3 separate regions of the Mus musculus genome follow, and all the other regions are linked to region 1. The links are chromatin contacts, called in public HiChIP or PLAC-seq maps. All regions are on one chromosome and are shown on one strand. The core of a region is the stretch at or near the end of the contact, and the rest is flanking DNA. Distances in the headings are between cores, read along the strand shown. Region 1 holds the start of Tuba1a (tubulin, alpha 1A). Region 2 holds the start of Bcdin3d (BCDIN3 domain containing). Region 3 holds the start of Gpd1 (glycerol-3-phosphate dehydrogenase 1 (soluble)).

Region 1 (3,700 bases), core at 196-2,695:
AGCCTTTCTACATAGCAAGAGAGTGCCACTGTAATCTATTTCCTAGGAGTGAAAGCAAGGCATTTTTGTCCCAAGGGGCAATTGAGCAAGGACCACAGTCTCTGGCTGAGCAGCCTTGGGGAGAGCAGCTACAGTTCCCACAGTCAGAAGCCCAGCTGCGGAAGGGGCTATTTACAGAATTCAGGGAACTACATAAAACTGCAGCAGGGCTGGCACTGCACAGTTGTCTGGGGATGAAAACATCACAAAATGGTTTCCTTTTATATTATAAAACGCTCCTCTTTTTAATTTGGCATCTCAGTTATTTTTTACTTGATATCACCCCTCCCCCTCCAAAAAAAAAAAAAAGACTGGAGAAATACAAGCCCACACAAAGAGCTAGTTTTTAAACTCAATTCTTTCTCCTTACAGTTTCTGAATTCCATATTAGAAAGGATGGCTCATTTCTAGGGACAAAATAACACAGGCTCTGGGGTGAGGTAGGGTGGGGTAGGGGGGCGGGCACGGAGGGGTGATGGGAGAGAATTACAGCTAAAGAAAGAAAGCTCTCTAGTATTAAGTACTACTTTGTATATTATTTCTCTCTTCTCTTCTTTCTTTCTTTCTTTCTTTCTTTCTTTCTTTCTTTCTTTTTCTTTTGGTTTTTGAGACAGGATATCACACTATATATCCAGGGTGGGCACAAATTAGCTGCAATCCCCGGCTTCCCAGTGCTGGGATACACAGGAATAAACCACTAAGGCCAGTTAAGATGACCTTGAGCTGCAAGTCTTCCTGCCTCTGACTCCCAGGTGCTGTTGAGGTCACAGGCGTGGTCTACTCGTACTGACTTTTGCTCAAATAATAATAAAGAATAACAATAATACAATAACTATGAAACTAAACATTCAGCCACGCCTTTTTGACCACCCCCGTATCTTCTGCTACTTTTTAAAGCAAATAGAGATGTTGAATTCTGACAGAACGTAATTAAATTCAGTATATTAAAAATGAAAAGCTGGAATTTTCCAAAAAGATTCTAAACATAAATTCTGTGATTAAGTGTTGGGAAAAACCTTAGATGATTTTTAAATACAGTTTAAGGTTTAAACTACGTATAATCATCCAACCCCAGTTTTCTTTCTTCCCTTTCCACCCCTCCCCAACTCCACCCCATAATGGATGCTCGGCTAGCTGCCTTTGCACGGCCTTTGTCTGAAGGATGCAAAGTCTACGGATGCTAGGGGGAAGGGGTGGGGGAGAGATTACCTCATACCATGTCGCTTGCACCAATCACCACTCTCCTGTCGCGGCTTCTCTGGGCAGACAGAGGGGTCTGGACCAACAGGAAAAGGCCCTGGCCCATCCCCATGGTGACAGAGCTGTATATAAGGAGCCGCATCCGCCCAAGTGCCGCAGGTTCTCTTACATCGACCGCCTAAGAGTCGCGCTGTAAGAAGCAACACCTCCTCCTCGCCTCCGCCATCCACCCGGCAGCCGCGAAGCAGCAACCATGGTGAGCAAGCCTTCCCCGGCTCTCGGTAGATAGAGGGTGGGTGTCAGTCGCCCCAGATCTGCAAGGAAACGTCTAAGGCTTTGGTCACCTCTGCGGGGAAAGGGTGGTCTCCATGCTTTAAGTTTATCTTAGTCTTTGAGTCCCGCCGCCGCAGTGCGGGACACGGAAACGCCCAGACCGGGAAGAACAAAGGCAGCGCCGATGAGCTAGCGCTGGCAGAGCCAGGGACTGCAGGGGACCACGGGGACCGCCGGGGACGGGTGGGGGATCGAGGGTCCGCTGCTGTAGGAGGGCAGGGGCGGCGGCCGAGCCCGAACTCCAGAAACACCGCCCCACTTCGCTAGGAAAATGTTTAGTTTGCGTCGGATCCATGGCAGCCGCTGTCAGGGAGGCGCAGGGGCGGGGTTGTTTGTCTCTTGCTTCCGTGGCGTTTTGGGAGGGGTTGGTTCTCACTAAGCCTCTTCCGAGCGGTTTTTTTTTTTTTAATTATTTTTATTTTTACTTTAAAAAAAATCGTTGTGGAACTGTAGTCATGGGATGTTTCGTCTGCAGGGCTGTCAAAAATACGATTTGCTTAACGGGGACATCTCGCTGAGGGGGGAGGGGAGCTGGATGGTTGGGGAATGACAAAGCCCACTTTGTGAATCCTAGAGTACGCTGATGGTCAGAACCCAGGGAAACGCCCTTCCCCGCCCCCCACCCCCGCAGACAATGAAAGTAGTCCCTCCACAACAGACGTGTATCTCTATAGAATGAAATATTAGTGGTATGTAGAGATTCATAGGATAAAAATATTATTTTCTACTTTTAAATTTAGCTATCTTTTCACTTGTTTTTTTAAAAAATGTTGGCGCTCATTGTTTCTAACTTAGCCTGCTTTAAGAATATTTCCATTCCATACAGTGGAAAACCTTCAAAAAACAATGGATTTTCTGCAAAGAAAAAAATTATACTCTGCACCCAACCATCTTTTGTTCTAATAAATGTGCACTAATTCATTAATTCAGGCTAATGGCCCCAGCCAGGGTTAGGAGGGACCATGAAAGCAGCACAAAGAGATCGCATAGACAGCTGCTGGAAATAGAGCTTTCTCTGTTAAATAATGTAACAGCACAGGCTAGCACCAGGCACAGAGAACGTGGCAATGCAGAAATCAGACTTTGTCTAGCTTGTCGACTAGCCAAAGTACTGATGGGGTCTGTCTGCAGAAGGGTGTGGCTCCTGGCCTCAGCCGCACTGCAGATGTCAGTGTTGAAATAGAAGGTCCTATAGTGTGAGACTCTTTATTATGTAGCCTAGCCAGAGTACTGATGGGGTCCACAGAAGGGTGTGGCTGTTGGCCCCAGCCGCACTGCAGATGTCCATGATGAAATACCAGGTCCTATAGGATGAAAACTTCATCCTTACTTATCGGGTAAAGAAGCAATTAGTATTATTATGGATAATTATTTTGTTTTACAGAATCTATGCTTTAAATATTTTTCAAATATGAAAGCTGTTCTATTCAAGCAAGGCTTTGGAAACAATGGGTTTGCACCATGTCTTAAGCAGTATTAAGGTGACATCTAGGCCACACCCACTTTTGGTGTTTGTAGTGAGTACTCCTCATTGTTCCTGTTATTAGGGATGTGACTCCAAATAAATTTCAACAATATTTCTATTTTTAGAAACACTTTAGAAATCTATTAAGATCTAAAATAGAAATACAGCTTAATATTATAACAGCTTAATTTTATAATTTTTTTCCCTCTTTCCACAGCGTGAGTGCATCTCCATCCATGTTGGCCAGGCTGGTGTCCAGATCGGCAATGCCTGCTGGGAGCTCTACTGCCTGGAACATGGCATCCAGCCTGATGGCCAGATGCCAAGTGACAAGACCATTGGGGGAGGAGATGACTCCTTCAACACCTTCTTCAGTGAGACAGGAGCTGGCAAGCATGTGCCCCGGGCAGTGTTCGTAGACCTGGAACCCACGGTCATCGGTAAGCTGGCTGGGGGCTTCCCCAGGCATTCCTTCTTGGTCACATACTCAGAATCTCTCTCCAGACCCAGAAGGGTGAGTGAGCTTGTGTGTGTCCTCGGTGGCCGATGGCTGACGTCTTCTCCCTTTGCAGATGAAGTTCGCACCGGCACCTACCGCCAGCTCTTCCACCCTGAGCAGCTCATCACAGGCAAGGAGGATGCTGCCAATAACTATGCTCGTGG
Region 2 (3,735 bases), core at 200-2,699, 520 kb before region 1:
AGGTCTCCATAAAATGGGCTGGTCAGAACACAGTGCCATGGGTTGATTCTAACAGGCTGGGCTCTCCTTACCTCTAAACCGAACTTACTGCTTAGGCCATGTGGTGGTTTGAATAAAAATGGCCCCCATAGGCTCATATGTCTGAATAGTCACCAGAGGGTGGGACTCTTTGAAAGGATTAGGAGGTGTGGCCTTGTAGGAGGAAGTTTGTCACCTGAGGTGGGTTTTGAGGTTTCAGAAGCCCAGGCTAAGCCTGGACTCTCTTTTTGCCTATGGATCAGGGTCTAGCTCTCAGCTACTGCTTCCCACCATGATGATAATGGACTAAACCTCTGAAACTGTAGCAAGCCTCCAATTATTTTTTTAATGAGTTGCCATGGTTACCTGTCTCTCCACAGCAATAGAACAGAGACTAAGGGAGGCTGACTCCTCAGTCTCTCTCCTCACCAGCTTTCCCCACCCCAGACCACATTTAAAAAGCTTTTAAAGTATTACTATTTCCTAGCGTGTGTACACGTGTGTAGAGTCCAGAGGCGGATGGCAGGCATCTTCTTCGATCATTTCCCACCTTATCTTTTGAGACAGAATCTCTCAGTGGGCCTGGAGCACACACCAACGCAGCTAGGCTGGCTAGCCGGCAAACTTCAGAGATCTGCTAGTCTGGGATTACAGGCATACACCATTACACCCTGCTTTTTATGTGGGTGTTTGGGATCCGAACTCAGGTCCACGAGCTTACCCAGCAAGCATTTCCTGATTGAACCATTTTTACAGAGTTCGGCCCACTTTTGGTCTTAAGTTTATCTCAACACATCTCTTTCAATTTAACTCTGTTCTCCCATTTTCTTTCTTCCCCCAAACAGATACGGCTTAGTCACTTGCATCTTGTACAGTTTTCATTCAACAAGTATTTACTGAACAACCGTGCGCCAGGATTTATGATAAATATAGGAGGTTCACAGCTGAAAAGTATCAATGTAGCAACTCCATCCTCTGGAATGAAGTCTATAGTTACTATGTCTGTCGGTCCCCTTGTGGCACCTTAAGTGTTCTAGAGCTTCCAGCTACGTTTTCTAAACCAGGCTCAAGTTCCTGTGTCAGTGCATTGTTGTGTGACCCCGTCACAGGCCCCACACACACACATACTCCCCAGACAAGGAATCCCCCTTCCTTACAGCTCACTTTGTGTATCTGAAAAGAAAGAAACTTGGACCAACTTCACTTTCAAGACCCCCACAAACTCCTTGCTTTGGTCAGTGGCCCAAGGTTCAACTCAAGTTGGGCAAGTCCGTTAAGTAAGAGGGGACGATCACGGCCTCCAATAGGATACCGAAAGCCCCGACTAGGCACTGGGGTCTTCTCACCTACCTAAACTCACCTTCTTTCAGACCTCTACCCTAGGCGCATGCGCGCTGGCGCTGCGCTCGCCCCCTCCCTCCGCGGGCTCCAGACTTCCGGTTCCGCCCCAACCGAGGGACAGAGCGTGATGGCCGCAGACGGGACATTGTCAAGAGGGGGCGTTGGAGAGGCTGTGGAGGAAGAGCATCCGGGGGCTCTGGAACCCGGGGCCGCCCCGTTCGGAAATTTCCCTCATTATTCCCGCTTCCACCCTCCCGAGCAAAGGCTCCGCCTTCTGCCCCCGGAGCTTCTTCGGCAGCTCTTCCCTCCCGAGGGTCCCGAGAAGAGGCCGATCCTAGGGCTCGACGTGGGGTGTAACTCCGGGGTGAGTGACGCGGCAGGGATCGGAGCGCCGGGAGCCCAGCGATGGTCAGCCTCCGCGTCCTCCGTGGTGCTGGCCTGGGCGTGGCATCAAAACTCAAAGCCCAGAGTGGGCTTTTAAAGTATAGCCTTGACAGACACGTGCACGTCCCAGCCCTCCCTTTGGGGCCCCACGGCCGAGTGAGGAATTTTGAGCAATCCACAACTCATTCCAAAAATTCCCGCCAGACCGCTGGGGAGGAGGACCGTCTGATCTGGACTTCCGGCGTTTGCCTCCTCTCTTGCTTTGCTGGTCTTCTTGGCTGGGGAACGGGGATCCCCTTCCCTTCCCCCCCCCAAAAAATCTGGGAATCCTGATTCCTAAAAGATAAGAGCCAGGGTGACGTAATCACGGCTGAAACTTAAGGCTGTAGATATACAGTGCAAGACAGACCTGGAGCCAGATCCTTATTTACTTGTGCTAACAGAGTACAACGGTGAACAGTAGAGAGGGATCAAGAAAGAAAATAGATCATCCGGCCAGAGGAGGAAGCCTTAACCACCTTTCCCACCGCAGAGTGTTTTCAGACATGTAATGATTAGAGTCAAACCGCAGCAAAAATAAGGAAATAACAGTCTCGCCTATTTGTAGCTAGTTAGTGGATGTCCCAGTGAAGCGGGCAGTTTTATCCAACATTACAAATGGTTAGGACCCTCCGCCATTCGCTCCACATTCCATCACCAGAGTCCAGGGATAGACCTTTTGCCCACGTGTAATTCTAGCTCTCAGAAGACAAGCATTCCCACAAGTCTGAAGCTAGCCTAGGCTACTAAGACCATGTTTCCAAAAACGACAAAAAAGAGACATTGGTGGGTGGTGAAGACCTTTGAGGGTCTCAGTTGAGGAGAGCTTTTGGTTATAGACTACAGTAACCAGCTGGGTGTGTGTCCCTGTAAACGTGTCACCGTGGTATAGGAAACCAGCAGAAAAACAGAAAAGAAAAACATTTTTAAAAAAAAGATTTTAAAATTGTAAACAGTATATACAGAGCCACAGTAGAAAGGACACGGTTGCAATTGACTAAGGCAGTTGTTCTCAAGTTTACTTTTGAACATTTATTTATTTACGCATTTATCCACTCATTTTTGTTTTACACAAGTTCTCTCTGCCCTCAATATGGAGACCATGCCGGCCTCAAAAACAGAGTCCGATAGGAGGGAAGCAAATCAGGGTAGGAGGAAATTTAGTGGCGTGGTGTGGGTCCTTGTGCCTTCAACTGTGACTTTGAACAAAGTTAGTGTGACTGTGCAGTTTGTTAGACACACAGAATCTCAGCCTACCCCACCCCCACCCCCGTCTACTTAGCCAGCATCTGTATTTTAAGATGACCCCGGAGGTAACTTGTGTATTGTTAAGTTAGAAGGGGTTCTAGGAACTCAGCTCCATTCTTCAGAGCGCTGTTCTTTCAGAGGACCTAAGTTCCATTCCCAGCATCCTTGAGGGCAGCTCACAACCACCTGGAACTCTAATTTCAGCAGAGCAGAAGTCCTCTTCTGGCCCCTCTGGGCATCCGTACACATATTAGCATGTGTAAGCACTAAGACTCATGCATACACATACAAAAGATAATTTTTAAAAATAGTTAGAAAAGCCTGGTTTGAATAAAAGGAACTTTATGTAGCCGAAGTCTTATTATTAGTGTCCATGTGACTTTAGCTAACTAAGTAAATAACCTTGATCCATAATTTTTAAAATGTGGAGTTTAATGTGAATTATTCCATACTTTCATGAAAGTACATAAAACATAAGTCTGTACTGTACAAGTTATAAGGCAAACACCGTTGTGATCACTCTCATCGTCAGCCCCCAAAAACCTTTATATGTCGTTTCCTATTTTAAAAGCCCCTTTCACCCACAGGCAACAGTTAGCCTGTTATTGTCTTGCTTTTGTTTATATAATTCTCATTTTCTTTTTAAATTTATTTTTAAATTTATTTTTTAAATTTATTTTTATTTTTTTAAATCTTACTCATTTT
Region 3 (3,974 bases), core at 444-2,943, 760 kb before region 1:
GGTACCTTAATAAGAGATATGCCAATAGTATTGGCCTTCAAGTGGCCCTTGAGCTGGTCACAGATCTTGCCAATGAACTGATGGGGTACCACAAAAACCAGGATGTCAGCGCCTGTTGCAGCCTGGACCACGTCTGGGATGGCCACCTGTGAAGGAGAGCAGAAGCTCTCGTGTGCCTGGTAGACCTCTCCTAGTCCCAAGGGGACCCCCTTGCAGAAGATCTCCAAGCCAGTGTTAGGGGAGGGAGGGTTTTTGAGACTTTAACAGGAACTATCAGAACTTCTGTGTTCCCTGTCCCCAGCTCTCCTGGGGCACTGAAGCTTCCTAGAACACGCCTGCCTCCACGCTGCCACACGTTTAGCCCTTGGCTATGGGTCAGTGAAGACTGCCAAAGGCAGCCTAGGCCTGGCAGGGGGAAGAGGCCAACTAAGATTTCATCACTGCTGCGTCTTAGGGGCCCGAACTTGGCAGTGGGAGCCCCAGTCTCCCTGCGGACTCTCTGTCCCCCCTTTCTAGGTGAGGAGAATGCCATATGGATTTGACCAAAGACCAAAAGTCCAATGATCAGCCTTCAGATCTGCTAATAACCAGTGAATGAGTAACAGGGTTAGAGTTCAGGGCAGGCAGGAGAAGTTGGACCCCGAGTCCGGGAGCCTGAGAACCAGCCTTTGGTTGCCATGGAGACCCCTCTTTTCCACCTAGCACCTCTAAGGGGTGGTACATTCAGATTCCAGAAAGATTCCAAAAGAGTAATATAGGGGCTTAATGGGGGAGGGGTACTCCAGGCCTAGAGCACCCCGCCTGCTGCTCCACCAAGCCAGCGGGCGCCTACAGTGGCCTCCTCCCCTCCTCTGGGAAGGAGGCACCTCGAAGTCACTTTTGCGTGTTGACTGAGTATACCCTTTCCTTGCCTCGCTCTCTCTCTCTTCTCACATCGAGTTGGAGCTCACCACATTGGGGGGCAGCTTGTGCCCTGGCAGGTATTTAACATTCTCGTGCTGAGTGTTGATGATCTCAGTTAGCTTTCTGCCCCCGATGTCTTCCTCAAACACCCACATGGTCACCCGTGGGTCAAAGTGTGCCAGCCGGCCTGCATTGCTACCCACGATCTTGGCAATGGCTGAGCCCCTGGCGGGAGAGGAAACACAGGAAAGTGGACTAGGGTGACAGGGAGGAGGGGGAGGAACTCATAAAGCTTGTTGGATTTTTTTTTACCTCCTGCCTCTCACTCTCACGTCACTCCGCCCCCCTACTCCCACCCTGGTCCCCTATGATGAATGTGTCTCCCACAACTGGCAATAGAAGATTCAATCTATCCAGTCTTTGCTGCTGGGGAGGTGGGCTAGCCTTCCCTACACCGCGCAGGCAGCTTCTCAGGCAGGGAAGGCAACAGCACTCTGCTCACCTTCCTGTGGTGAACAGGTGCAGCGCCCAGGCGGGCACAGCCGGGAGGCTGGGCACAGACTGTCCTGTGTACCGTAAGCACTGGAGACGGCAGCAGGAGTCCAGCTGGCTCCTGAGGGCATTTCCTACCCTCTGCCCGCTTCCTGCTCACCCAGCCTCCCTCCGCGGAGCCCCTCAGCCCTCGGAGAGCCCTTCCCTCCCCCCCTGCCCTTCACAGAACCACTCACCAGTTGCCAGAGCCGACAATGCAGACTTTCTTGCCAGCCATGGTGCTGCTTGCTGCTTCTCTGCCCCGGCGGGTGTGGGCTCCGAGTATTTAACTCCACCACACGTGGGTGCAGCCAAGCTCCGCCCCTGAGGTGGCCCAGAGGCTGGCACCCAGGGACTAGGAGTCTGGCCTGCAGAAAGGGTAGTAAAGGGGACAGACAGGTGGAGAACAGGACTGAGGCTGAGGCCAGGCCAGCTTTTCCTCTCGAGTTCCCAGCTGACAGTGCTGGCCAGCTTCTTCCCTCGTTTGGCCTCGGCTTAGTTCTCCACCTACGTATTGGTATTGAGTCTGGTCAAGAAACAGTAACACCCCCCCCCCCCCAGCTATCACACCCCCCCCCAGCTATCACACCCCCCCCCCCCAGCTATGCCTTCAGTCTCCAGCACTGAAATAAACTGCAACTGACAGGGCTCGGCATGGTGGTGCATGTCTTTAACCCCAGCGCTTGGGAAGCAGAGGCAAGAGGGTCTCGATGAGTTCGAGGCTAGTCTGTTTCAGAGAGAGAGAGAAAAAAGCACTAGCGTCAGCAACAGCGATGTTTTCAAAGGCAAACGCCTCATCGCTCTCGCTAGCTAGCATGTGCCTCCCCCAGATCCTCAGCTGTTCCACTCCCATGATGTCCCATGATGGTAGCTCCACCACGGGCTCTGGGTGAGAGGATCAAGGGATGTGAGCACCTTCTAGGGAATAATACTACAATACCACATACACAGTAAGGGGCTGCTTTGGTGTATACCCCCACCCCGACCAAGGATTAAAATATCTCGGGAGAAAATGGACATAGTGGTGCACACCTTTAATCCTGGCGTTCAGGAGGCAGAGGTAGGTGAATCTCTGTGTGTTTGAGGCCAGCCTGGTCTACAGAGTGAGTTCCCAGATAGTGGGGGGGGGGGGGTTACATAAAGAAACCCTGTCTTGGAAAACTAAAAATAACAAGGTCATCTTGGTTACTTGCAGGTCAGGGACCCACAGGTTGCCCCTTCACCTCAGATAATCTCCGTTTGAAGGTCTCTAAAGGGAAGGAAGGTCAAAGGCCACTGGTGACACGTGGCCCACCCACACTCCTTCCAGGCTTCAGGAAGGGCAGAAGGTGGTGGCCAGCACATGCTCCTGGATAAGCCTGATCTCCCTTCAATTTCTTCTCTCAGGCTCTGCTTATCCCACAGGGACCCTTAAATTAAACAGCTGGTTACAGTCTCTAGACAGGGCCAGAGAAGCCAGTTACAGCAGCAGCCTCTAAAACTCAAGGGTAGCCATGTCTCCGCAGCTCTGTGGTCTCTGATGCCGGTGTGGGTGTGTAGCTTTGGGGGAGGGGGAGAAAGGCAGGCCCATATCCAGCAGTTTGGGCTCCATGGCACCCACAGACATCTGTTTGACTAAGAGGAGGAACTCGGGTTTCCAAGTCACTCTGGAAAGCGCAGCGCAGGCTTCTCGCCCTCCAGTGCTGCACCTTGACCCACAGGGCAGGCGCCACTGTATGCTCATGTGCAGACCTCCTGGCTTGGCACACCACTAATGGAGTGTTGCCACCCACCCCCCCAGGCTGCCCCTGGCCAGGGACAGTAATCAGCACTAGGTTAGAGGGGAGTGTCACCAATGCCACCAGCGGCGAGGAGAAGTGGGTAGGAGGTCAGGATTGGAAGCATGTCTTTTTCTCAGCTCGGGGATTACACAGAGGCAGCCTATCATGGTCTCGCGGCCAGGCAGTCTCTAATGATGGGGAGAATCACTGAAATCAATCAATAGCTAGTTGTTTTTCTTCTATCAGATTCTGCCTGATGCAGAGCTAGCCTCCCACAGACCTCTCCTTTATCACACTGGCACAGAGATGAAGGCTCCGGTGCCAGGCCGCCAGCTGGGAGCGCTGATTACGAGGGGTGGAAGAGAAAGGATGTTCCTGTCCCTGGCACATATGATAGGAACCCTAAAGAATGGGCATTTATGCCTGAAACGGATCCTTGTTTTTGCTTAAATACTCCCGCCTCTCTTTGCCCCTACATCCTATTAGGCTGTGTGGAGAGACAAAGCACGTGGCCATTCACGAAGGAATAAAGAGAATGCTCGTTAACAGGAAGTTGTCTGTGCCACCAAAGCCTCTCCAAGAGCAGGCTGTGCCGTATCTGCTTGGAATTGATGATTCATCGGCCACTCATTACACGTGCAATTAGCCTGGGTAAAAACAGATGCCAGCTCAGTCACCCGCTCTCTCTAGACCCAGTGATTACACCTTTTTTTTAACCCTCTCAACTCAGAGAAGCCAGGATGTTCTAGATTGGCAGCAGACAGACAACACTACTCAGCA

Evidence for each region. HiChIP or PLAC-seq counts read pairs in DNA pulled down with a chosen protein or histone mark.
Region 2: a contact with region 1 is called in a FOXA1 HiChIP or PLAC-seq map of pancreatic cancer cells. The contact joins the promoter of Bcdin3d here to the promoter of Tuba1a in region 1. A contact is called at or near these places in 2 of 115 datasets of contacts at active chromatin or transcription factors (bone marrow-derived macrophages and pancreatic cancer cells).
Region 3: a FOXA1 HiChIP or PLAC-seq map of pancreatic cancer cells shows a contact between it and region 1. The contact joins the promoter of Gpd1 here to the promoter of Tuba1a in region 1. A contact is called at or near these places in 1 of 39 promoter capture datasets (liver), 1 of 115 datasets of contacts at active chromatin or transcription factors (pancreatic cancer cells) and 1 of 9 other capture datasets (pancreatic islet).

Annotation. Positions count from the first base shown.
Region 1 is chr15:98,951,246-98,954,945 of GRCm38.p6, reverse strand. Tuba1a (tubulin, alpha 1A) reads left to right here and starts at 1,445. Exons shown (of 4, transcript NM_011653.2): 1 at 1,445-1,495; 2 at 3,255-3,477; 3 at 3,610-3,700. The coding sequence starts at 1,493.
Region 2 is chr15:99,472,444-99,476,178 of GRCm38.p6, reverse strand. It overlaps Bcdin3d (BCDIN3 domain containing), which reads left to right and starts at 1,449. Exons shown (of 2, transcript NM_029236.2): 1 at 1,449-1,723. The coding sequence starts at 1,487.
Region 3 is chr15:99,715,306-99,719,279 of GRCm38.p6, reverse strand. It overlaps Gpd1 (glycerol-3-phosphate dehydrogenase 1 (soluble)), which reads right to left and starts at 1,693. Exons shown (of 8, transcript NM_010271.3): 1 at 1,632-1,693; 2 at 951-1,128; 3 at 6-146. The coding sequence starts at 1,672. Gm16537 (predicted gene 16537) reads left to right here. Exons shown (of 3, transcript NR_155353.1): 3 at 3,441-3,746.